Linked DNA regions of Mus musculus: all the other regions are linked to region 1. A link is a contact called in public promoter capture Hi-C data. All regions are on one chromosome and are shown on one strand. Each heading gives the region's core, a stretch centred on a gene start, on an enhancer-like site or on the middle of the called end of the contact. The rest is flanking DNA. Distances are from core to core; before and after follow the strand shown. Region 1 holds the start of Klhl33 (kelch-like 33). Region 2 holds the start of Mettl3 (methyltransferase like 3). Region 3 holds the start of Chd8 (chromodomain helicase DNA binding protein 8). Region 4 holds the start of Supt16 (SPT16, facilitates chromatin remodeling subunit). Region 5 holds the start of Hnrnpc (heterogeneous nuclear ribonucleoprotein C). Region 6 holds the start of Zfp219 (zinc finger protein 219). Region 7 holds the start of Arhgef40 (Rho guanine nucleotide exchange factor (GEF) 40).

Region 1 (3,287 bases), core at 224-2,723:
ATATTCCAAACCTTAAAATCCTCTCGAAATGACCACATAAAATTGTTTATTTTAAAATCTTAAACTTTCAGGAACCATTCAGGTTCAGGAAAGGTTATTTGGAAACTGATGTAGGGGAATTTGGGTCTCTTGATTACTTTTCTGATCCTGCCTGATTGCATTTAAACAGACCCCAGAGAAGGGGCAAAGAGTTCAGACCAAAGATCTAGCCAGGTTGTAGTCACCAGCATTTGATGACAGTCACCAGAAAATTGACGGGCAACTTGTTTCTTTTTTTTTAATATTCATTTATTTTATTTATATGAGTACACTGTAGCTGTCTTCAGACACACCAGAAGAGGGCATCAGATCCTATTACAGATGGTTGTAAGCCACCATGTGATTGCTGGGAATTGAACTCAGGACCTCTGGAAGAGCAGCCAGTGCTCTTAACCACTGAGCCATCTCTCCAGCCCCGGCAACTGGTTTCTATAACCCAGGCTCTAGGCCCTACATGGCTACTGACCCTGTCCTTACTAAGGCAGACTTCAGTCTCAGGGTGGAGTATGAAGAAAACATCAGTTGGTATCCAGCAGGCAGCTCTGAGTGCTGGCAGTGTGACTTGGGAGAAGAGAGTTCAGAGCTTCCATTGGTGGACACCCTGATGAAGCCATCCTTGAGAAGCATTGGTCCAACTGGACCTGCAGCCTCACTTCTGTTCCCTTCTATGGTTTAGAGGCATGTCTAACAACATGATATAAGCTTCCTCTTTCTGAAGAATCTGAAGAGGAAATCCACTAGTGAGTTCAAATTCTCTTAGAGCATGGCCAGGAGGCCGGGGGGTGGGGGGCGGTTAGGGAAGGACAAGAGCCATTAGAGTTTAACTTTCTGGCAGTCCTAGTGGTACCTGCATATAATCCCTTCACAGGAGATTTCCACCAGAGTTCAGGACTTAAGGGAAGTGGAGGCCACATAGAAGACATTACCTGTTAAAACCAGTTCCTAAAAATACACATCTCTGATTTACACCTTCAGTTTGGTTATCACTGCTGTGTAAAGTGTTAGGCTTTTGGTCCACCCTCTGGGGTTATGAAGGAACAGCAAAGTCAGGCAGATGTTAAGAGATATTTCCCCCCCAAATCCCACAGCTATGATGGAGGAAGATGAGTCAAATGTTAATTGTTTATAGTCTAGACTTTCCAGACTCCCTCACTAGCCTCCTGTCACCTCCAGCCACCAACTGGGAAAACAGTCAGTCCTTCTGGCCTGGCTCACTCTACCCAACGTTTGCGTTCCCTTTGCTTTGCAATTTTCCCCACTCAACACACTCTTGTGACCTACAGGTTTGGAAGGAGGGAAAGGGGAAGTCATCCCAGGACTTGGCCCAGTGCATTGAGTGTCAGCTTCCAGCACTGAGAGATGAGGGTTTAGCCCTCAGGCTAGCTATAATTAGCCAAGTGCGGGCACTGCTAGGATCCGTACACAGCAGTCCTAAGCAGACTGGGAACTCAAGAGAGGGCAAGCAGAAGCCCGGTGTCTCCTGCCTGGGATTAAAAGAAAACGAGTGGAAAGCGGGGCTTTGTCCTGAGCCAGATGGCTACAGGCGTTTGTGGTTCTGTTGCACTTGGTGAACCCTATGGTTAGTTAGCGCCATATAGCCCAAAGTTAGTGTGTCACCGGACGGAGTGAGGGACTGACAGCTGAATTGAAGACAGTTCTGTTTTCCTGAGTGCTGCTCAGGTATACTTCTCTCATGCCTGGGCACCTGCGGCAACCTCACAAGCGTCTGGAAGATGGCAAGCCTTTCCTCAGACTTGGAGCATGTCTCCCTTCCTATCGAGAAGGACAGTCTTGAACTACCTGTGCCTGCCGGAAGAACCTTCTCCCGGTCTCCCTCTTCCGATGAGGATCCCGGCTTGTTTTCCTTTTCTCTGGCAGAGCCTGACCCACCTAGCCCCTTCGTTTCAGGAAACCTTCCCTTTCTAGCTTCATCTCCGGAGAAAGGGAAGAAGCAGGATGACAGCGACGACTCAGCGGAGCCTGAGATGCTGTGCAGCGTGGAGCACCCCTGCCAGTTCTTCGCTGAAGCGCAGAGACTGCGGGAGCAGAAGCTGCTGCTGGATGAAGAGGTGTCTGTGGGGGGACAGGTATATGGGGTGCATCGGGTGATCTTGGCTGCAATTAGCAGCCTCTTCCGAGGCAGGCTGCTGAGCGGTGGGGGTCAGCAGCCCAGTTTCAGCCTTGATGTGACCCCGAGGGGCTGGGAGGCTGCGCTGACCTTTGCCTACGAGGGGGTGCTGGGCCCCGCCTCACAGGACGAAGTGCTGGCTGCTGCAGAGGCGCTGGGAGCACCCCGGGTGAAGAAGGCGGCCCAGCTGAAGCCAGAAGGACTTGGTAAAGCCAGGGGAAATGAAAAGAAGCTCAGCCAGGCAGAGGAGCTGAGGGAGAATCTGCACAGCATTGAGCGTCTGTATCGAGAGGGCATCGGGTGCGACTTGGAGCTGGAGGCAGAGGGCTACCGCCTGCGGGGTGAGAGTCTGTGAGACAACTGCCAAAAATGCATGTTTTGCTTGTTTTGCGGTGGTAGGGATGGAACCTAAGGCCTTAATTCCACTCTACCATGGATCCACACCCCCTAGCCTTGCGAAATAGTTTTGTATTATTGCTTCAGCAAGAATGTCCTTTTTGGTGCTTCTCCAGAGCCACCAAGAAATGCACATGCGCAGTTGAATTGTTTTCCTAGACACCCGGACAGATTTGAACTGATAGATAGTTCAGGCAGTTTCCCCCCCCCCCCCCCCTCCCTGGTAGCTAGAATTTCCAGCCAGATGGCTAGGGCTTAGAGTACAGTCCATGGCAGCAAAACAGGGAGAAAGAGACTGACTCAAACAAATTAGCTAGAGCCTTTTGGCATCTACTCAGCACACAGCAAAGGGCAGCCGAGGCCATCAGTACAAGTTTCCCAGTGTGTCCTTTGTCCTAGGTGTGTTTGACTCTGGCAGCAGACTTCAGTCTGCTTCCCCTGTGCGGTTATCCCCTATGCAGTTATACCAGGATATGTCTGACCTGGGAAATGGAGTCTGTCGGAGACACAACAAAGCTTAAAGTTACAATAGATTTGCTTAGAGATTACCTAGTTCAGGGCTAATAATTTTCAAATGAAGAAATCAAGCAAACTGTGGTGACTTATGTCTGTAATTCCAGCACTAAAGAGACTGAACAAGAGGACTGCCCAGAATTTGAGGCCAGCCTATGCTACATAGGCCAGTGTGGACTATATTGGGAGTTCCTATCTCACAAACCAAAAT
Region 2 (3,287 bases), core at 476-2,975, 1.4 Mb before region 1:
CCCATAGCACAGGAGGCAAAGCTGAAGTGAGGAGTGCAACGTCGTCTCACAATCGCGTAAACCCTGACTCTGCTTTGCTGCCCTGGAGATCTCTGGCATACTATGGCATACTATGCACATATTTGCCACTTAGCTATCACCCACCACCCCCGTTTTTATTTATTTATTTGAGTACACACTGTAGCTGTCTTCAGACACACCAGAGGAAGTCATTGGATCCCATTACAAATGGTTGTGAACCACTATGTGGTTGCTGGGAATTGAACTCAGGACCTCTGGAAGAGCAGACAGTGCTCTTCATTGCTGAGTCATCTCTCCAGCCCCTTAACTTTTCATTATTTAGGGACTATTTTATTAGTTTTTGTAATCAAACTACTGTACATAAGACCATTCAGTGCAATAATAGAAATAATTTTACTTTAGTTTTTGTTTCTGGATAGGTTTGATAGCCAGCCCAGGAGATCTACTGTTCTCTGCCTTTCCAACACTGAGATAACAACTGCCTAGTCATGGGCTGGAGATAAGGCTCAGTGGTAAAGAGCACAATTTATTATTACAGAATTGAACTCAGGTTCAAACCCTAGCACCCACATTGTACATCACAATTGCCTGTAACTCTAGTTCACGAAGATGACTCCGTCTTCTGGTCTCCAGGGGAGCCAGGTATGTGTGTGTGTGTGTGTGTGTGTGTGTGTACAAACACACATATACAAATATTCAAACACAAAAATAAACCTTTTTCTAAATTAAGCTAAAACAATGTCTGCCACCCCACACAGCTTTGCCTTAAATTTATGTGGGTTCTGGGAATCTCAGAATCTCATGCTTTCACAGCAAACACTTTACTGAGCTACCTCCCCATTTCTTGCACATTTTCTTTTAAAAAAAAAAAAAAGAACAAATTTATTATATGTATATGAGTACACTGTAGCCGTCTTCAGGCACACCAGAAAAGGGCAACGGATCCCAATTACAGATGGATATGAGTAACCATGTGGTTGCTGGGAATTGAACTCAGGACCTCTGGGAGAGCACTGAGTGCTCTTACCTGCCGAGACATCTCTCCACTCATCCTGAACATTTTTAAAGAGTGCTCCCTCACGCTGAAAAAGATGGTTCCCTAATTAAGATGTTTGTCTTAGAATATGCCTGAATTCCCAGAACTCGGATATTGAGGCAGGAGGATTGTGAGTTGCAGAACCACATAGTGAAACTCCACTCTCCTTTCACACACTTTGTATAGAAAGAAAGAAAGAAAGAAAGAAAGAAAGAAAGAAAGAAAGAAAGAAAGAAAGAAAGAAAGAAAGAAAGAAGGAGGGAGGGAGGGAGGGAGGGAGGGAGGGAGGGAGGGAGGGAGGGAGGGAGGGAGGGAGGGAGGAAGGAAGGAAGGAAGGAAGATAATATTTAACTTAGAAAATCTGGGGCCTTAAGGGCAGAAATCTATGATACAGTGCTTGACCGTATGTGCAAGGACCAGAATATACAATCAACCAGACTAACAGTCTGTTCACTCCTTCCCGTCCATCCATCTCTCCACGCATACACCCACCCGTCAAACACTCACACTTGTTCTAGCCCTGCTATTTTAAATGCGTTGTCACTAACGACTTAAAGAAACAACATGGCGGGTCTGCCAGCTACCAACATGGCAAACACAGCCTCAGCGCTCCCGGAAACACGAGAGAGAACTACCGTGAGGATTACGTCCGGCTGGTTCGCCAACCGGAAGTGGCTTTTCATCTTGGCTCTATCCGGCTGGCCTTCGGGCGTCCTCGTGAGAATTAGATGTTTCTTAGTTCTAGGCTGGGGAGGTGCTAGTCCGCCGCGCCTGATTCGAGCCGAGTCCGCGCTGGGAGCTAGGATGTCGGACACGTGGAGCTCTATCCAGGCCCATAAGAAACAGCTGGACTCGCTTCGCGAGAGATTGCAGCGGCGACGGAAGCAGGACTCTGGGCACTTGGGTGAGGTGCGGGGTGGTCGGGGCGGGCCTGGGCGGGGCGAGAGACTCCTGGAGAGGAAGACAGCCCCGGGCTCTGCGCCCTTTCCGGAGCAGCCCTTTATTGGACTCCTCGATTGTTGGTTACCCCATCTTTCCCGAGTAGCTGAAACGCATGCCCACCTGCGGGAAAGCTTGCAGTGCCTCCTCCCGGGCGTCGGTTTTTCAAGCGTAACACCACACCAACATGGGTCCACTCCTCTCCTTGGGTCCCATTCCAGTCCTGTCTAGGAGAATGTTGCGTCCGTGAAGCCTCTCAGTACCTTATTCCGAGAGCCAGCAAAACCCGTTTTGTTGCTTCTGTGCCTGTTTTACCTTAGTTGTAACGTTTGCTTTGTCACTGTCTTTTCTTTCCCATGTGGGCGGGGAGCAAGGATTGCTTCTGTATATCTATCCCCAGAGCCCGGTTTAGCAGCCACAACAGGGTCCTCACTAGGACCTTCTCACTAGGACCTTAATGAATGAGTAGTGCAAGTGTTTACAAACGTAGCAAGAATCTGAAAACACTTGATTTTGGTCTTTAAACATTTTCCCCCTCCCCCTTGTATGACAAAGTTAGAAAAATTGAAGGCACTTAAAAGAGTACTACCCTAATAGCCTTCTCCAGCACAAGCTCAATTATTTAAGGTAAACCAGTTGCAAAGCTCTGCGAGAATACCGAATCCATACTACATGTGTGGGTAGCATGTCAGTGCTTTGCAGTATTCACAGCTCACAACAGCAGACCTTGGTGAAATTCAGTCTCACCGTAATTTGTGAACATTTATTGCATATCTACACTACTCATGGGTTTCGGCAAAAAGAAGACACTGCTGTTACCTTAAAGGAGCTTAAAAATCTATGTGAGAATCAAAGAAGATTAGAAGAAAAAGCAGGGAGAAAAACCCTTCATGGTGGCTCATGCCTGTAATCCCAGCACTTTTTTTTTTAAAAGATTTATTTATTTATTATATGTAAGTACACTGTAGCTGTCCTCAGACACTCCAGAAGAGGGAGTCAGATCTTGTTACAGATGGTTGTGAGCCACCATGTGGTTGCTGGGATTTGAACTTCAGACCTTCGGAAGAGCAGTCGGGTGCTCTTACCCACTGAGCCATCTCACCAGCCCATCCCAGCACTTTTTTAAACAAGAGGGATATCTGTGAGTTTGAGGCCAGCCTGGTATACACAGTGAGTTCCAGGACAGCCAGAACTACCTAGAGAGACCCTGCCTCAAAACAAAACAACAAAGCCAAAAAAAAAAAAAGAAAAGAAAAAGAAAGAAAGTGTCACAGCTACAGTATTATATATG
Region 3 (3,287 bases), core at 360-2,859, 1.4 Mb before region 1:
GGGACCCTCTACTTTCATGTTAGCCCCAGGAGTCAGCGGGTCTCCCTATACCTCAGTTTCCCCAGAGGGAAGTAGCACAGCAAATATGGTTGTCTCTCCATCTATGATAGTCTAGTTCCAGGATCCCCCCAAACCACATGGATAACAAAATCTGTGGGCACCAAAGTCCCTCAGGAACAGAGATGTATATTTACAAACTACCTACACACGTTGTTCTCAACACTGCGATCATTTCTGATTCTACCTAAAACAGTGCGGGTGATGTGCAAATAGTTGACAAATTATATTGTTTAGGGAAAATGACAAGAGCAAAGTTTATAAAAATAAATAAATCTCTTTAAAAACAAATTTTGCAGGTTTTGCTGTGTTGCTCAAGCTTCCTTCAGGTTTGTTTGTTTGTTTGGGGGGGGGGGGTTGGTTCAAGACAGGGTTTCTCTGTGTAGCCCAGGCTGTCCTGGAACTCACTTTGTAGACCAGGCTGGCTTCGAAATCAGAAATCCGCCTGCCTCTGCTTCTCGAGAGCTGGGATTAAAAGCCTGCACCACCACGCCCGGCTTCCTCGAGTTTTCTAATACTGGTATTTAAACAAACAAACAACAACCAAAAAACCCTTCTTGTATGGAAATGTAGTCGGCAGAACTTTAGAAAATGCAGGAACACCTTTCTCAGTGTAGTTTGACCTATGGTGAAATTTTGCTTCTTTCCAGAATAAATGACTCCGTCAGTGTACCTCTGATAAGTCTTGTTTCCCAGTGTGTATTCGTGCGTAGTAATTGGAACTATTGGTAAATTTAAGGTCCTTTGCTTTTTAAGTGAAATTCCTCACTCCCGATATTACTAAATGACTCAGAATTTTGGGTTGCTAAAATCGGAACACTGGTCTAGGGCGTGGTAGCTCATGCCTCAAATACCATATCTCTGTGTTTAACGCCAGCCTGATATATTGAGACCCTGTCTCAAAAAAACAAACAAAACTCTAATACTGGAAAATCTGAAACGTGCATAGATAAGCAAGTAGAATGGCTATAAAACCCGTGTCGATTATGTGTTGATAATCCTGCTTGTCAAGGATCACCCTAGAAGTGGCATTCAGAAAAACTGATCGTTGGCTTCTTTGATAAACCAGCATCATTCCTACGTTTAAGAGGTGGTGGGGCTTGTTTCCAGTCTTGTTCAACGTTTTTCCAGAGTTCCTCCCCATGACTGACAGGCATCCTGAGTACATGAGAGGAGGGCATGTAGGGGCTGGACCAAAACGGACCAACAGAACTCCAAAAAGGCCTTCACATTCCTATACGTAATCGTGGGAGATCACCAAGCCAGTCGACCCAAGATGGCCTCCCGAGACAGGTAGCAGGTGCTGTCCGGGTTTGCAGCGCCCCCAGCGGCGGGGGTCAGAGGCCTGGCCTGCCAGCCCGCCGCCCGCTCCGATTTCCAAGCAGGCATATCTGCGGTTGCCTACGTACCCTTCCCAGCCTCAGGCCCTCCCAGCCTTCGGAGACTTCCTGGATGGCGCCCGGCTCCGGCCACGCCATTGGTAGATGGAGGGCGGTGGGCGGGCCCAGGCGCATGGAGGACTAGCAAGCTTGCTTGCGGCGAGGGCTGGCCGTGCTCCGCCGGAAGGCGCCTTGTTCTCCCGGACGGTGGGTTGCAACTCTTGCCCAGGGAAGGAAGCCGCAGGACTGGCTCAGGTAAGCCTGCGGCACGCGCGGCTCCACCAAGCCTCGTCGGAGCCTGGGCGGGTAGTGGGTGGGGTAACAACGTCCTCGCTTGCTCGCTCGCTCGCACCCATGCGGGTGCAGCGCCGAGCGGTGATCAGGTGCGGGATGCTCGGGGCTGAACCACTCTCCTTTGTGAGAGGCAGGCGCTGGGGACCGGACGGGCCGCGGGGCCGTGCTGGGACGGGCCGCGAGGGAGCTGCTAGGGCCAGCGTGGAGTTTTGGAGCTTGTCATGGCACTGCTGGGCGAGGCGCACATTCGAGACAGTTGCCTTTTTCTTCTTCCTCCTTTCCCAAGAAGAAAAACTCCCCTGCTCGGTTAGGTTACTCCATACGTTGGAGTCAGAAGTGCGAGGCCAGGGTTTTAGTTTGTTTTGGCTGGATTCTTTTTCCCTCTCCTCTCTTATCTTTAATGTTTTTAGTAAATGTGGGTAGGGAAGCCTGAGGTGAACGTGTTCGGATTTATTATGTTCCCAATTTCTGCGGGGCTGTTGCAAAGTAGAGGTGACGAGGAAACGAACAGCACAAGTCTTGTGTCTTCCTTGACAGGTCTGCAGAGCTCTTTGGTTTTCTGACACATTATGTAAACTCTTCACTAGAGGAGGACTGCCTCTTGGCGAATATTATTTAAAATTTGTTTTGGTTTTTTTGTGTCTTAATTTACCTGTTTCTAGTCGGCTTGCCATTGCTGCAGCTGTGCATACGCAGCAGCGCCTCTTTAAGGGGCAGTCCTGACGTCGTTAAAGGCTTCCCAGAGGAGGTATGTAGTGAACCAGTCTTCGCAGTGAGTGAGCAAAGTGAGCCAGAAGTCGGATTTTAAACGCTACGTAATTTTCTTTCAAAAGATAGACACAGTGAGACATCTCAGACACGAGTGAGGACCTTGCTTTAGCGATTTTGCTGCATTCTGCCATCACATCGATGTCCACAGAATCTCTGTTCTGAGTTTGTTAACTCAGAGACTGGCTTAGTGCCAACTGAGGTCGTTTTGGGGGGGCACATCAGATTCTAGGACATGGATTTGCAATTTGAATGTTTCCCTTATGTTGTTGCTGTTGTTTCTTTTGAAAGGATATCTGGCTTTCCATTTGTAGACCAGGTTGGCCTCTAACTCACTGAGATCTTCCTGCCTCTGCCTGGATTAAAGGCGTGCACCTCTGGCCCCTGCTGGGATATTGTCTTTTTGATTACAGAGTGTCTTCTGCCTAAAAATATCTTTTTATGGTCACCCTGCAGGTTCCACAAGTTGTAATCAATTTCTTAGGGCAGGAAGTGGGCAACTTCTTCTTCTTTTTTTTTTTTTTTTTTTTTTTGTTAACTTGTTTTTCCTTGGGTGTCATATCTTTTAGTAATGCTGGCCATTTGGGGCTGGGGGGGGGGGCTCTGAGATGAAGGATCCCACCACAACCCCTGATTATTTTACTTTGGTTTTTTGGAAACAGTCTCTCATAGTCCAGCTTGGCCTCCAACTCACTAATGACTTTGAAACCTTGGTCTTTATATCTCTACCTCCCAAGTTCTCAGATTATACAAATTCACTACTACCAAAATCTTGAAAATGGAAAACAT
Region 4 (3,287 bases), core at 377-2,876, 1.3 Mb before region 1:
CTTCATCATCACCACCACCATCCCCACCCCCACCATCACCACCATCACCATCCAGGCTTGAGAACCACTGGCTACCCTTCTTCACCAGCTACTACCACCTCTGGTACTGCCTTGCGGTTACCAACACTGCAACCTGAGGACGATGATGAAGAGGAGGATGAAGAAGATGATGATTTATCTCAGGGCTATGACAGCTCAGAACGGGACTTCTCACTCATTGATGACCCTATGATGCCAGCCAACTCAGACTCCAGTGAAGATGCTGACGACTGAAGCCCCATATAGACCCGTGATGGGTGGCTGCTGGAATCCCTTACTCTGGCCCTTGGACTTTGGAAATGTGGGAGGGGCAGGGAACAATATGGGGAAACCCAAGACTTCAGGAGGTGAAAAGAAAAAGAAAAAAACAAAAAACAAAAAAAAACAAAAAACTTGTACCCAATTGCTCCCAATTTTGAGAGGATTGGGTGGGCAGGGGAACTCCTAAAAAAAAAAAATAATAAATGACCACTTCCTCGTTTCTGGGGAAGCAAAGGAGCTTAGAGCAGCTGGTGTGCTCACCCCTCCCCAGACGCCTCCATTAACCACAGACTATGTAGCGCTGGCCCTAGCCTCTGGCAGAGCCTGTTCCTGGCCAAACTGTGGCTACAGCTGGAGGGTCAGGAACTGTTACCTTCCTTCCCCTTGGCATTAATAAATTTAAGTTAATCCTTTTCCATTCTTCCTATGTTCTGTTTCCTTAAACACAATATAAGTACTGTTTTTTGCTGCGTAATTTAAACACCATTCTCCTACAGTTCAATACTGTTGCAACTAATAGAAAAGCCATTTGTAGTCCTCAATAGGCATATATAATGGCGGGTTATCCCGTTTGTTAAAGCCAAGGAAATGATACAAGATAAAGAGGTAAAATATTTTGAATTGTACTTCACATTCTTAAACGAGGATTAATTTCAAGAGCCATATTTTTTTTTTCAATTAGTCAGGATAACTATTCTTGGGGAAAGCCAGAGAATAATGTGGCTTTTCATGAAATACAGCAAAAGTACACGCTGACAAAAAGGGTGCCTTCACAACTTGGGTCTTCGCGAGGCTGGAAAGAACTACAAAGTTTAGGAGCCACTCCGAGCCATTTGTTTCCTTCCACCCTACCGGCCCATCTCTTAAAGGAAAACAGAACCTTTCCTTCCTACTCTGCTGCCCACCGCGCAGCTTATTCGCGAAGGTGGGCTCCGTCCCTCTGGGGTGCAGTGTTTGGTTGAGAGTGCCTTCCCCGGGGCGGTCACTGGCCTGCCCTGGGGCAGAGGACTCACTCCTGCGCCTGGCTGCACGCGGGTCCCGCTCTTTCTGCTCCCCTCCCTCTGCCCGCCGCCCAGAGCGCCCGGAGCTCGGAAAGTGGGCGGGTCACGTGACGGGAGCCTCTGGCGCCGGAGAGAGCTTCCAGAGCCCGCGAGCCCGCGCTGCACCTCGGTCTGTTGACTTCACTTTTGCGTCCTCGGTTGCCCTTCCTCCCGCCACCCTACGGAACGAGCGGTGGGTTTGGTTTTTTCGCTTTTTAAATCTTCGACGCTCTAGGGACCCGGAAGCGGAAGGGGATACCGGGCGGTCGGTACTTCCGGGTCACAGAGAGTGCGGGATTCCGGGCCGAGCGCGGGTGGCGGAGCTGGGACCTCGCGTGATTCTCGGAGCCCGACGGGAAGCGGCGTCCAGGGCAATGGCTGTGACTCTGGACAAAGACGCGTACTACCGGCGAGTGAAGAGATTGTACAGTAACTGGCGGGTAAGGAGCCCCGCGCCCCCGGGAGCCCCACATCCCATAATAGCCTGCTTCCCGGCGCCCTTTTCCCCCTCAGCCAGAAACCTCCGGCTCCGCCGCGCTCCCGCCTGCCCCGGCAGCGTCCGGCTCGCCGCGCCGTGCTGCGCCTGCGGGGTCCGCACGCGCCTGGCCCGCCCCGCGGCCACAGCGGCCCGCCCAGGTCCCGCCACAATTACCGTTTGCGGGAAAGGGGCGCGAAAGCTGTGCCCGGAGCTCTTGGCGCTCCCCGCTCCCCGGCCTCTGCTGGAGTTGAGAAATGCTGCTCCCGCGCCCCGCTGCTTCTCCTTAGGCCCTGCGTGGGTCACAGACCCAGCGCTGGGAACCTGCGGGCTCTCCTAAGAATTAATTGATGGGACGCCTCAAAGCCGGTTTCCCATGTCGGCAGCATACCGGGGGCACGTGTTGAGGAAAACGCTGTGGAAGTTCCAGGGCTTCTCCAAAGATTGGGCAGTTTCCCTGTTTTATAATCATAATTTCAAACTTACTTTTTTGCTAGTTAACTTGTTAACTTCACAAGTGTTTGATTGATTTCATACTGTCTGAACGGTCTATCGTCTGGGCTCTGAACCTTGTGAGTGAGGGGAAATAGAACTGATAAAAAAGAAAGCCGAAAATGCTCTGAAAAAATACCAACTCCGGTTTCAGCTTTGTAAACTATCTTATACTGATTGGTCCTCTCCATTCTTGGCTCCTGCATGTAATCCCATGATTTCTGAGGCTGAGGCAGGAAAATGACTAGTTTCAAGCCTGCCTGTGCTTCATAGTGAGACTGTATCAATCGGCTCGTCATTTAGTAAATAAAATTGAACCTTTACTGAAGTCGGTTGTTTTTCCTGCCTCATCAGAAAAAAGCCTATGTATCTTTTAAGCAAGATGCATTGCGTGCTGAAAATAATATAGGGTTTTTCACTTTATTGGCTAATTTTTTTTAGATGACTTAGTGGTCTCTATCACAAAATTATATTGTTTGGTCCTGAGGATTGGCCCTACCACCACCTCTGTGTTTTACCATTAAGCTATATCCCTATCCAGGGAATATTTACTGTCACTGTGTTATGATGTATGCAATGATGATAATCAAAAGCCCCCGTTTCTACAGCCAGCCCTGAAATAATAAACTTTTAAAGCTTTTTTTTTTTTTTAATATTTATGGGTATTTTGCATTCATGTATGTTTGTGTATACCCTGCATGCATTGCCTGCGAAGGCCAGAAGAGGGCGTGGGATACCCTAGAACTGAAATTACAGAAGGTATTTAGTTGCTGTTTAGGTCCATGTGAAACCTGGTCTTCTGGAAGGGCAACCAGTGATTTTAACTACTGGGCATTTTTCTAGCCCCTTAAAAACATATTGGTGTTTTCTCTATTTCCAGAGTTCATCAAGCTATTTTTAAGGCTGTTACAGTAACATAGCTTTTAATTATAATTTTCATAACTTAACACAGCATGCTTTTGAGTAGAAAGGCTTGATAC
Region 5 (3,287 bases), core at 514-3,013, 1.2 Mb before region 1:
GGGAGAGAGAGAGAGAGAGAGGGAGAGAGAGAGAGAGAGAGAGAGAGAGAGAGAGAGAGAGAGAGAGAGAGAGAGAGAGAGAGAGAGAAATAGAAGCTTTCCCTAACAGCAACACACAGATCTCCACTCTTTCTCTATTTGTCTCTTACTTTGTTGTACTGGGGATTGGACTAAGGACCTTGGGTGTGTTAAGCAAGCTCCCGATCACTGAGTCTTGTTTAATTTGTAAAAAGAGTCCTGTGTATGATGTGTGTGCCTGGTGCCCAGAGGCCAGAGGAGGGTGTTGGAACCTCCAGGAACTGGAGTTATACGATGAGCCCTTTTGTGGGTGCTGTAAATTGAACCTCTGTCTTTTGGAAGAGCAGCAGTTGTTGTTAACTGCTAAGCCATCTTTCTGGCTCCCCAATTATCTGTCTGTCTGTCTGTCTGTCAATCTACCTACCTACTTATATTTATTGTTTTTTCAAGATAGAGTTTCACTCTATAGCTCTAGCTGTCCTGAAACTTGACCAGGCTGGCTTGCACTTGAAACACTACCTAGCCCAAACTTTTCTTTTTAAAAATAAGATGTAAAATTGGGAACACATAAACTCGTTGGACTGGTTTACATAAAATAAATCTTTTGAAAATGACAAAGGCTAGGCAGGAGAGATGGCTCAGAGGTTAAGAGGACTGACTGCTCTTCCAAAGGTCCTGATCGTAACCACATGGTGGCTCACAACCATCTGTAGTGGGATCGGATGCCCTCTTCTGGTGTGTCTGAAGACAGCTACAGTGTACTCATATAAAAACAGTAAATAAATCTTTTTCTTAAAAAAAAAAAAAAAAGAAAAAAAAGGAAAGAAAGAAAAAGGCAAAGGTTTAAAGATCTAAAGATTAAAAAAAATCAGGAAATTTTTCTGGGATACAATCTCCTTTTCTCCGTAAGCTATATATACATTTCAGTGTATTTAATGTTCCTACAGTATAACCAGAGCTTTAGTGGCAGACCAAACCTGAGGGGATTAAGTAGTCTATTCTAGAAAGTGGGAAATTGAGGTGGCTGGCCATTGGGTTTGCAGACTGTGTGGCGACTTGGGACAAGGAAGCGGGTTTATAGGAGGTCGGGTAATTGCTCCTGCAGGAGAGAACTACAGAACCCAGTTGGTTTGGAGGGGGAGCTGTTCACTGAGAAGGCCATGTCCTCCCAACAGCTTATAGAATCTGGCAGAAAGAAGGGATCTGAATTTGATAATAACTGCAGAGCTAGTAGACGGCCTAGAGATAACTCTCCTCCCTTCTCAGAAGCTTGTTTGCGTTTCCCTTTTCCTAGGCCTGGGGCTAGGGCAGGCCGTTTGCACCCGCTACCAGACTCCACCCAGGCTCTCCCACCCCCGCGCCGCGGAAATGCGGTGATCTGGCCGGACCTGGGAGCTCTCAGAAGCACTGATAGGACGATGCGGCCGTCAGTCAGATCCGCCGGATACCCGGATGAGAAGCTGTGCGCGATACAAAGGCGAAAATTCCACCCAGCTTTCCGTCTGGTACATTGACCAATAACCATCCGTCAGTCACTAAGTGGCATGAAGCTGAACCAATTACTAACTAGCCTCTGTTACGCATGTGGAAATTCTCGCAATTAGCCCAACCCACCTCGGATTATGATTGGACGGAATTGTGAGGAGCGGTAGCGCTCGCTAATTAGGAGCGGGAGCGAGAAAAGTCACAGCCAATAGGAACGCCTCCAGGAACGAGGCGGGGGCTGGACTTTCGCCTCGGCGGCAGAGGAGCTCGGGGGCCATTTTGTGAGGAGACGGAGAGCGAACGGTCGTGTGGTTCTTCGCTGTTGTAGCTCCGGCGTCTCGGCGTAGACTCGCAGTAGGAGAGGCGGTCTCTTCTCTCTCTCCTTCCTTTTGGTAAGCGAAGGGGGCGAGTGCAGGGGAGGCCCTGGGCTGCTGGGCCCCGCCAGCGTGTGTAAGGGGGAAACCGGCCTCGCGGCAGAAGCCGAGGCCGCGTTTGTTCCCGTGCGGTGGGGACTTGGGTCTCATGCGGGAGGCAACAGGGCCTCGGCCTTGGCGCGGAGTCAACCTAGTGACCTCCAGGCCACGGTGCGTACGAAAATACCCTGTCTGCGCGCTCGGGTTTAACGGCTACTTTGATTTTCTTTGCCCATCAGGGATTCCAAGGGGGGACCAAGAAAGCGAAGAACGAAATGCTTGTTGATGTAATTGTCGGGGATATCTTACGGATTCCGTTATCACTTCCGAAGATAGACGCTGGGTGGGGGTAGGGGAGCGATAACATGGTGGTGTCGGACTGGAAGCTTCTAAATTCCAGGCTGGCTACATGGCATCTGAACGGCGTTTTAACAATAGGTTGAGTAATCATTACTTTTTTCCTCTAGGGGTAAAATGGTTAAAAGTCGGAGTGCTTGTGTTTGTAAAGGGAAGTGCGGAAGATTAATTTTAATTGGAATAATTACAGCTCACATTTTATCTGCAGGTTACAAATCATAAGTTAGTGGAACTTGAGGTAGGTACTACTGTCATAGAGAGAATTGAGCCTTAGAAGCGGTTGACAGGATCGTACTAGACAGGTCAAGTATTTTCACTGAGTTTCTAGGTGGTGCGCGCCTTTAATCCCAGCACTTGGGAGGCAGAGACAGGCAGATCTCTTTGAGTTCTAGGACTGCCCAGGATACACAGAGAAACTCTGTTTCGTAAATAAATAAATAGGGGGAAAGGCTTATTTTTGGGGGGAGGGGACCTGACACGGATGTTAGCAGAAAAATTTCAAGCTGGACTTGGGAACAATAATTAAAAGGCACAGCAAGGGTTTACAGCTACCTCAGTACTAGTCCTATCCCTCTAAAACTCAAAAAGGCAGTTTATAGCTATGTATGATAGTGCAGGCCAGTAATCTTTGTATTGTGGAGGCTCTGAGACAGGACCCCTTACCCATTGCAAGGCAGCCCAGGACTACATAGTAAAACCGTGCTTAAAAACAAATTAGTTTCTCTCTTGTAGGTGTTGAGTTCTTTTTTTTTTTTTTTTTTTTTTTTTTTTTGGTTTTTCAAGACAGGGTTTCTCTGTATAGCCCTGGCTGTCCTGGAACTCACTTTGTAGACCAGGCTGGCCTCGAACTCAGAAATCCGCCTGCCTCTGCCTCCCGAGTGCTGGGATTAAAGGCGTGCGCCACCACGCCCGGCTAGGTGTTGAGTTCTTTTTAATGTAGCCTAGTGTTAGTGCTTAGTATTCAGGAAGACCTGGATTCAATCCCTGGTACTAAGAGTATGGGGTTTTTGTATC
Region 6 (3,287 bases), core at 427-2,926, 1.1 Mb before region 1:
AGGTGTGTTTCACCAGAGCTACAGAAACCGCACTGTACATCCCAACCCCCCAATTCTTCTAGTTGTTTTCTGGTTTTTCAAAACAATTGAGTTTTCCTGTGTAGCCCCAGAGGTCCTAGAGTTAGCTCTGTAGACCAGGCTGGCCTTGAACTCAGAGTGATCCTCCTGCCTCTGCCTTCTGAGAGCCAGGATTCAACCCAAATTTTTGCCATCTATTTGCATAATGCAGAACTTGACACTTCAGTCTACTGAACTATAGGCTGAATCTGACCCTTGAATTAAAAAAAACATTTTTTTTATTATTAATACTTAAAATAAGAGTGTTCTAAATTTCTGACTTCTATTCAAATCCGGAAACCATGGCACTACCGGAGCCAGAGCTGCCCACGGCAGTAGCTGGTGGAGTTGAGGACAGACATCCATTTAGCAGTGTGTACTGCTGAGTTCCCAGCAGTTCTCACTTCACAGGCAATCTAGTTCACTCACTTACACCATTATCTGCCTTCTTAGACAATTTATTTTCCACCTCTCAAGGGCCTCATCATTTTAGAGGTCTTGTGCATGACTCTATTTTCGCCATATGATTCAGTAAGATAAGCAGAAGAAGCATGGTGTAATGGCCATGCAAATGAAGTGTAGTTCAGACAGATCTTATGCGCTCAAGCAACAGAGCCAGAATCTAGGTCTCCTGACGCCTGGTCTTGTTTTTCTCCCACTAAGAATTTCACACGGAAGCTCACTGAACTAAACAAGGAGAAATAGGCATGGTTGCTAGTAGACAAATCCCAACTGCGGAGCCATTCAAGCTTCACCACAAATTTCCAACCTTTTCCTTAAATTGTTTGCTCCCCCTCATATTCTATAGTATCTTCCCCAGGAAACTGAGTGAGGCTTTACGACTTAATTTGGCCAACCAATTGTGATGGAAGTTAACATGTATCCATTTGGCGAGCAGCACTGCAGAATTCATAAACAATTCTTCACACTTAGTTCACGATGTAGTGGGGGAGGCAAACTTATGGTGACACAGTAGGGTCTTCATACAGTAAGGCTCAGTCAAGCATGGTGAGTGGCACGTGCCTTTAACTCCAGCACTTACAGGCATGTGGATCAAGGTCTACATGGCAAGTTCCAGGCAGGCAAAGATACATGTGAGACCCTGCCTTTTAGAAAAGAAAAGAAAAGAAAAGAAAAGAAAAGAAAAGAAAAGAAAAGGAAAGAAAAGAAAAGGAAAAAAAATTGAGCCTCCAGCATCTTAGGATCTTAATAATTTACAATGAACAAAGGCCCTTGTCGGTTATTCTGGACACAAAGTAATGAGAAATAAAACCAGAGGTTTTGGCCCTGAGTGTTCAGCATTGTTAAGAGACCCATTTATACGGTCCTTGAGTTTCTCTTAAGATGCAGAATGCAATATCCAGGTTTCCGATTACCGCGGTAAAAGCTGGAAGACAGCTAATTGCTGTTTTCTCTTTATAGTTTCTTTGGCCACTACGTCCTGACTTTGAAGAAAAATATTCTTTTCTCAGAGCCCTTCACTATCCCTGCAGTTTGATTGGGGGAAGAGAAAACATGGAGGAGGCCCGGATTGCGTTCTCTCCATTCCAGAGCCTGATCCCAGATCTGTCTCCACCCACTAATACTCACACGTAACTTTGTCATAGGGCGACTATTACCACTCCCAAGGTGTCACAAACAGAAAGGATCTGCAGCTGGCGCCACTGCAATGTCAAGGCAAGCCAGCCAGGCTGCGCTCTAGCCTCACTGGTACCTGGGCTTGCCTGAGCCCGGAGAAGCAGCATTCTCTAGGGAAAAGAAGCCTTCTCAAGTGGGAACAAAAATGAATGTGAGGCGAACACCCATCCCGGGCACTATGTGAATTTGGGGTGAGTTCTCTTAGGCCTAGTCAATCTCTACTTTTTAGCAGCTACTAAGCTGTCCCCCCTCTCCCCGGTGCTATTGGGATCCACCGTTTTCCTGGGCTTTCTCCGCTCCCCCAAACCAACCGAGTCTATCATCTTTGTACACTTGCAGAGGTCATAAGTGGTGTGGGCACAGTACAAAAAGAGCTTCAGCGACCGTACCGCTGCAGGGATCAAAGGCCCGCCGGGGGCGGCCGAAAGGCTGAGCCTGCGCAGTCCTGCTCCCGCCTTGGAAAGGGTGGCGGCCACGCGGGCTCGGTCCACCAGCGTGCTCGCTAGAGGCGGGAAAGTCTTAGGTCGGTACCCCCGCCTGCCCAGCCAGCCTGTCCTCTCCAGCTCCCGGCCCGGGGGGGAGGGGGCGAGGAGGGCCGGCGCCTCTGACTCATCATCTCCAACCCCCTTCTCGCGCGCGCTCCAAGTCTCAGGACTTTGAACCTGGGCACTCGCGCGAGGGGCGCGGCGGCAGCACCAGGGGAAGCGCGGCTTGGCCCGGCGCCGACCCCCAGCCTTTGTCAGTACCGGCAGCTGCGGGCACGAGGGCTAGAGACCCGCAGCCGGTGGCGGTGACCTGGCCGCGGTGGCGGCGCCTCTGTGCGCGACGGCCCTCCCGGCGCCTCCCCGCACGCGGGGCCAGTGGTCGCGTCCGAGGAAAACTCGGCTAGGCCTTGCTCCCAGCGCCTGGCGTCACTCAGCAGATGCACAGCGCCCCCGCCGCCGAGGGAAGGCTCTTTATTTTGCAGTAGGTCACGGGGTAGCGGGGCATCCTGGGATTTGTAGTCTCGGGTGAATTAGGCAGGACCCGGATCCAAGGGAGACCTGGAGCACAACCGACGCGGATTCTGGGTTGGCTGGTGCAGCAACCCGGCTTGGAGTGGATGGGATTGTGAAAGGTGAACAGTGAGAGGAGGCAGATGTGAAATGAAGCTGGATGGAGAGGCAGGGAGGAAGAAGTCGAAGAATGCAAGGGAGGAAGCTGCTTGACGAGGCGTGAGGTGAGGGAGGTCTCTAGTCCAGAAATTATCTCCCTCTAGTGGGGAAGAGAAGAGAAATGGGCCTGGGTTGAGGGGAAATTGAGGGCACTCTGGGCTTCAGGCACATTCTGGGGGAAGTCCAGTTATAGTCCAAGGGAGGTGCAAGACGCAGAAGTGCCTGGAGATGTCCCCCTTGGCGTAGGGGGACAGTGGCACCTGTCTTGCCCACTCACTCATCCGTCCTATTTCCTGTGCTAGCCACCACGGGACCATTCTCCAAACCAGAAACCTCCTCCATCTCAGAGAGGCCCTGAAAACAGATGCGAGCAAATTTTGGGGTCAACCAAGGGGAAACCCCGGGTAGAAGCAACCCCCTTCCAGTTTTTCCAGTCTT
Region 7 (3,287 bases), core at 331-2,830, 1.1 Mb before region 1:
GACAAAAATTACTTATTTTACTCTGAAATCTCTCCAGCCAGAGTTGCTTAATCCCGGCTGTTTGGGAAGATTAGGGTATTCAGACACCCCAGAGACCAGCATTCTGTGTTATCAGAGCCCAAACTTGGCTCCAAGGTGTGGGCGAGCAGACAGACCCTCAGTGTTCTCAGGACTGTGTACGTGGGTGGGAAGAAGGGTAGGGGTGAGGTTGGGTGGGCCCGAGCTCCGAAGTTAGGATCCGGGGAGCTACTGCTTGAGCAGCGAAGCAGCTGCAACCCATTAGGGGCGGTGAGCTCATGGCTGAACAAGAGTCGCAGCCACAGGAAACGGCCTCGGCAGGAGGGGAGGAGGGGTCTGGAGCAGGCGGAGGTGGGCAGGAGCCCAAGACACCAGGCCTCTGGTCGGCTGGGACCAAACGACGGGCGAGACTGAGTCAGCGCTCACTGGCCTAGTTCCTGTCTTGCTCCAACCCTCTGAGCAGGGTGATGCTTCCCAGACTCTCCGTAGACATTGCCCTGGCAGGGCCTCTCCCCCTCCTCCACTCTGCAATGAGCATTATAGGCTGCACCCGCCTGGGCAGTGGGCGCTCTCCCCGTAGTACTTCATAGTACTTCTGGCCGGAAAGTTCCGGGCTTAGTGTTCACTCTGGTTGACATGGGCTTCTGGTACCCTGAGCTGCTGCTCTCCGAGCCTCTGCTCTACAGGATTCCATCCAGATCCCTCCCTGCAGCGACAGTGCTCTGAGGCAGGCACTGTCAGGAACAGCTCAGTTCCCTGCAGCTGCATGAACCTCGGGGAACTTTGTCCCAAAAACTATGGTTTTGGCTCTGGCAACGTCACGCCCATTGGTACTGCGGAACACCCCCTACCCACCCCCAAACAGCCCCCTTTCTGTGAGGGAATTTCCCTTTGGACATGCCCTTTGGCCCTGGCCCAGCCACAGCTGTGGCTAGTCCCTCAGGGCCGGATGGGTGGGCCCATCTCACCGGGTTTGGGGACTGGGATGGAAAATGGTGGTTCCAGGCAGGTCAGTTCTCATGACCCAGGACAGTGCCCTTTCAAGGGCTGCCGCCAGACCAACTCGCAGAGGGTCTCCAGGAGTGAAAAACTGAGATAGGGAGGGGGAGGGAAAACTCAGCAAAAGAAGACTGGGTAGGACCAAAAAGACCGGGGGTGGGATGTGTGCAAAGACCATCGAAGGATGGGGAGGTGGCACAGAAGAAAGAAAGGGTCATGGCAATACTCGGTAGGGACTGAGCAGGCAGCAGGACCGCAGATCGAAGAAAAGAAGGGGGGATGGGAGGGTGGAGAGTCTCCGAAGCGCCAAGGAGCGCTAAGCGGGCACAAGAGGCACGGGGCTGGGGGCCCGGAGCGGGCTGCGCGAAGGCCGAGGGGACACCGGGGTGCTTCGCGGGACTCACCATGGCTCGGCGTCGGGAGGTGTCCCACTCTCCGGCGGGCGGGCGGGGCGGGTGAGCCACCGCCTCCCTCCGGGCGCTCAGTCTCGCCGGGTCTAGCTGCAGGACAACTCGCGCGGCGACCGCGGCTCTCCCCGCTCGTTCGGCAGCCCAGGCCGCGGGGGCCCCGCCAGGGAGGGCCGAGACGGCCGCCTGCACCGCCCCGCCCAGCCCGGGACCCCAGCCGAGAAGCCCCCCCAACCCTGGCCACAAGCCTCGCCTCCGCTCCCCTGGCTGTCTGCTGCCAGCCCGCCCCGCCCCCTCCGAGAACCGCCCAGCTGAGGACGCCCCGGGTTTCCCGCGTCTTCTTCGCTCTGCGGGATCAGTTCAGCCTCAGCTCGGGACCCTGCAGGGGACCCGCCTAGGTCCCAGGTTGCCCGGCGGCCAAAAGCCTTCTTCCATCTCTAGGGTCCATGACACATCTCCGGTCCGTGGCAAGGCTTGGCAAGGTCCTGGGGCCCAGGTCGATCCACAGCCTTTAGTTCCCTTTAGGTAGAGCTGAAGGCCGGGAAATTAGGGTATTCCCCCAAGCCTTGGGCGTTTGCCCGCCCTTCTTCCCCTTCCACCTTCTTGGGTCTCAAGGCTCCATGAGACTACAATGGGCTCCTGTGTGCAGCCTGGGGAGGGCGGGGGATGAGGGGAATTACGAAGTAAAGGCTTGGCATGTGGGGTGGGGGGATATGTGTCACGGCTGAGAGGCCAGGGCCCCGGGATCAGGATCCCTCTGTAGGGTCTGGGGGCGTTTGCGGAGTTGCTCCACGCTGCCTTTGCCTTTTTCTCTACCTTAGACCCCTGTTGCTCTGCGGTTAGAGAAGGGGAAGCAACAGTTCCCGGATTAGACCCCACGCTTTAGTACTGATGTCAGATCTTTCCTTCTTGTTGCAGGGCGATAGTGGCCCATATGCTAGGGCTTTTGGCAGTGACTATTATCTTACACTTCAGACAAAAGGGGCTAGGCTCCTTTAATTTTTTTTTTTTTTTGCCTCACCTACAAACTCGAGTATCACTTCTACATGGAAGTGAAGGCCGAGTGGGGTCTCTCAAAAAGGCTTGAGGAACCGCAGCACATCAAGGGGTTGCCCTGCCTGTCTCTGAGTCACAGACTGGTCCAAAAGGTGGACATTTGGGAGGCGATCTGAAAGGTACTCATTTCCCAGAGAGATCGTGAAGGTGTTGGCATTGCAGTTAGAGGGTAAAGTTTATTTAGAAGACGTGTGGTAGTGGATACAGTCGATGAGGCTTGGAGCAGGAGGAGAAGAAAGGGCCTCCATGACAGGCTCTTTTCATCTTAGGATGCTACATTCTGCCCCTTTTCCTGTGGGTCTGGAGAAGGGAGAAACTTAATTCATGGGGATGACACGAGCCCTCTGGTTCATAGGGTTAAAAAAGAATCTCAAGCAGGGAAAACCCTGTGATTAACCGGCAAGAACTGTGGAGCTATCTCCAACCTTCCAGTTAAGGTAGACTCTTCAGTCTCCTTGTTATTAATGACCAAGAGAGTGAGATTTTACTACCCCCTGGTGTCTGCCTGGTAAATACTGCCCAGCAGCAGGTTGTAGAGGCCTTCTAGGGAAGTTTTTTTTCAGAGGATTTTCTGTAAACCTTACTCATCAAATCTAGTTCACCCATTCTCGGTCTGGAACGATTGAACCTTCCCTTATTGGAACTTAAGATTCCTTATGCTCAAATCATTTGGTAGAATCCAGGGACACCCATAGCTAGGCAGTGAGATATAAACATATATCATGGGAAAAAAGATCCATTCAAAAGCTTTGAACTGGTGGCGTGAAGGAGTTTGGATTTAGGTTCTGAGATATAAGTTATCCCTTC

The links. Promoter capture Hi-C pulls out the DNA fragments that hold promoters and counts their contacts.
Region 2: a promoter capture Hi-C map of hippocampal neurons shows a contact between it and region 1, with 3 times the contacts expected there. The contact joins the promoter of Mettl3 here to the promoter of Klhl33 in region 1. A contact is called at or near these places in 5 of 39 promoter capture datasets (the 3T3-L1 cell line, the C10 cell line, cranial neural crest and 2 more).
Region 3: a contact with region 1 is called in a promoter capture Hi-C map of liver, with 4 times the contacts expected there. The contact joins the promoter of Chd8 here to the promoter of Klhl33 in region 1. A contact is called at or near these places in 5 of 39 promoter capture datasets (the 3T3-L1 cell line, the C10 cell line, frontonasal cranial neural crest and 1 more).
Region 4: a promoter capture Hi-C map of second pharyngeal arch cranial neural crest shows a contact between it and region 1. The contact joins the promoter of Supt16 here to the promoter of Klhl33 in region 1. A contact is called at or near these places in 8 of 39 promoter capture datasets (the 3T3-L1 cell line, 3T3-L1-derived adipocytes, cranial neural crest and 4 more).
Region 5: a promoter capture Hi-C map of hippocampal neurons shows a contact between it and region 1, with 4 times the contacts expected there. The contact joins the promoter of Hnrnpc here to the promoter of Klhl33 in region 1. A contact is called at or near these places in 5 of 39 promoter capture datasets (cranial neural crest, hippocampal neurons, liver and 1 more) and 1 of 9 other capture datasets (macrophages).
Region 6: a promoter capture Hi-C map of the HPC-7 cell line shows a contact between it and region 1. The contact joins the promoter of Zfp219 here to the promoter of Klhl33 in region 1. A contact is called at or near these places in 3 of 39 promoter capture datasets (the 3T3-L1 cell line, the HPC-7 cell line and hippocampal neurons) and 1 of 9 other capture datasets (macrophages).
Region 7: a contact with region 1 is called in a promoter capture Hi-C map of frontonasal cranial neural crest. The contact joins the promoter of Arhgef40 here to the promoter of Klhl33 in region 1. A contact is called at or near these places in 13 of 39 promoter capture datasets (the 3T3-L1 cell line, 3T3-L1-derived adipocytes, cranial neural crest and 8 more).

Annotation. Positions count from the first base shown.
Region 1 is chr14:50,895,669-50,898,955 of GRCm38.p6, reverse strand. It overlaps Klhl33 (kelch-like 33), which reads left to right and starts at 1,473. Exons shown (of 4, transcript NM_001370764.1): 1 at 1,473-2,508. The coding sequence starts at 1,773.
Region 2 is chr14:52,303,562-52,306,848 of GRCm38.p6, reverse strand. Mettl3 (methyltransferase like 3) reads left to right here and starts at 1,725. Exons shown (of 11, transcript NM_019721.2): 1 at 1,725-1,961. The coding sequence starts at 1,862.
Region 3 is chr14:52,256,082-52,259,368 of GRCm38.p6, reverse strand. Chd8 (chromodomain helicase DNA binding protein 8) reads left to right here and starts at 1,609. Exons shown (of 38, transcript NM_201637.3): 1 at 1,609-1,691.
Region 4 is chr14:52,195,578-52,198,864 of GRCm38.p6, reverse strand. Supt16 (SPT16, facilitates chromatin remodeling subunit) reads left to right here and starts at 1,626. Exons shown (of 26, transcript NM_033618.3): 1 at 1,626-1,780. The coding sequence starts at 1,715. Chd8 (chromodomain helicase DNA binding protein 8) reads left to right here. Exons shown (of 38, transcript NM_201637.3): 38 at 1-714. The coding sequence ends at 273.
Region 5 is chr14:52,102,497-52,105,783 of GRCm38.p6, reverse strand. Hnrnpc (heterogeneous nuclear ribonucleoprotein C) reads left to right here and starts at 1,763. Exons shown (of 9, transcript NM_001170981.2): 1 at 1,763-1,895. It also overlaps a transcript of Rpgrip1 not described here.
Region 6 is chr14:52,019,122-52,022,408 of GRCm38.p6, reverse strand. It overlaps Zfp219 (zinc finger protein 219), which reads left to right and starts at 1,676. Exons shown (of 5, transcript NM_027248.2): 1 at 1,676-1,886. It overlaps Tmem253 (transmembrane protein 253), which reads right to left. Exons shown (of 7, transcript NM_001033805.3): 7 at 2,622-3,203. The coding sequence ends at 3,123.
Region 7 is chr14:51,983,126-51,986,412 of GRCm38.p6, reverse strand. Arhgef40 (Rho guanine nucleotide exchange factor (GEF) 40) reads right to left here and starts at 1,580. Exons shown (of 24, transcript NM_198249.4): 1 at 1,422-1,580. The coding sequence starts at 1,424. Gm16617 (predicted gene, 16617) reads left to right here. Exons shown (of 3, transcript NR_045728.1): 3 at 1-24.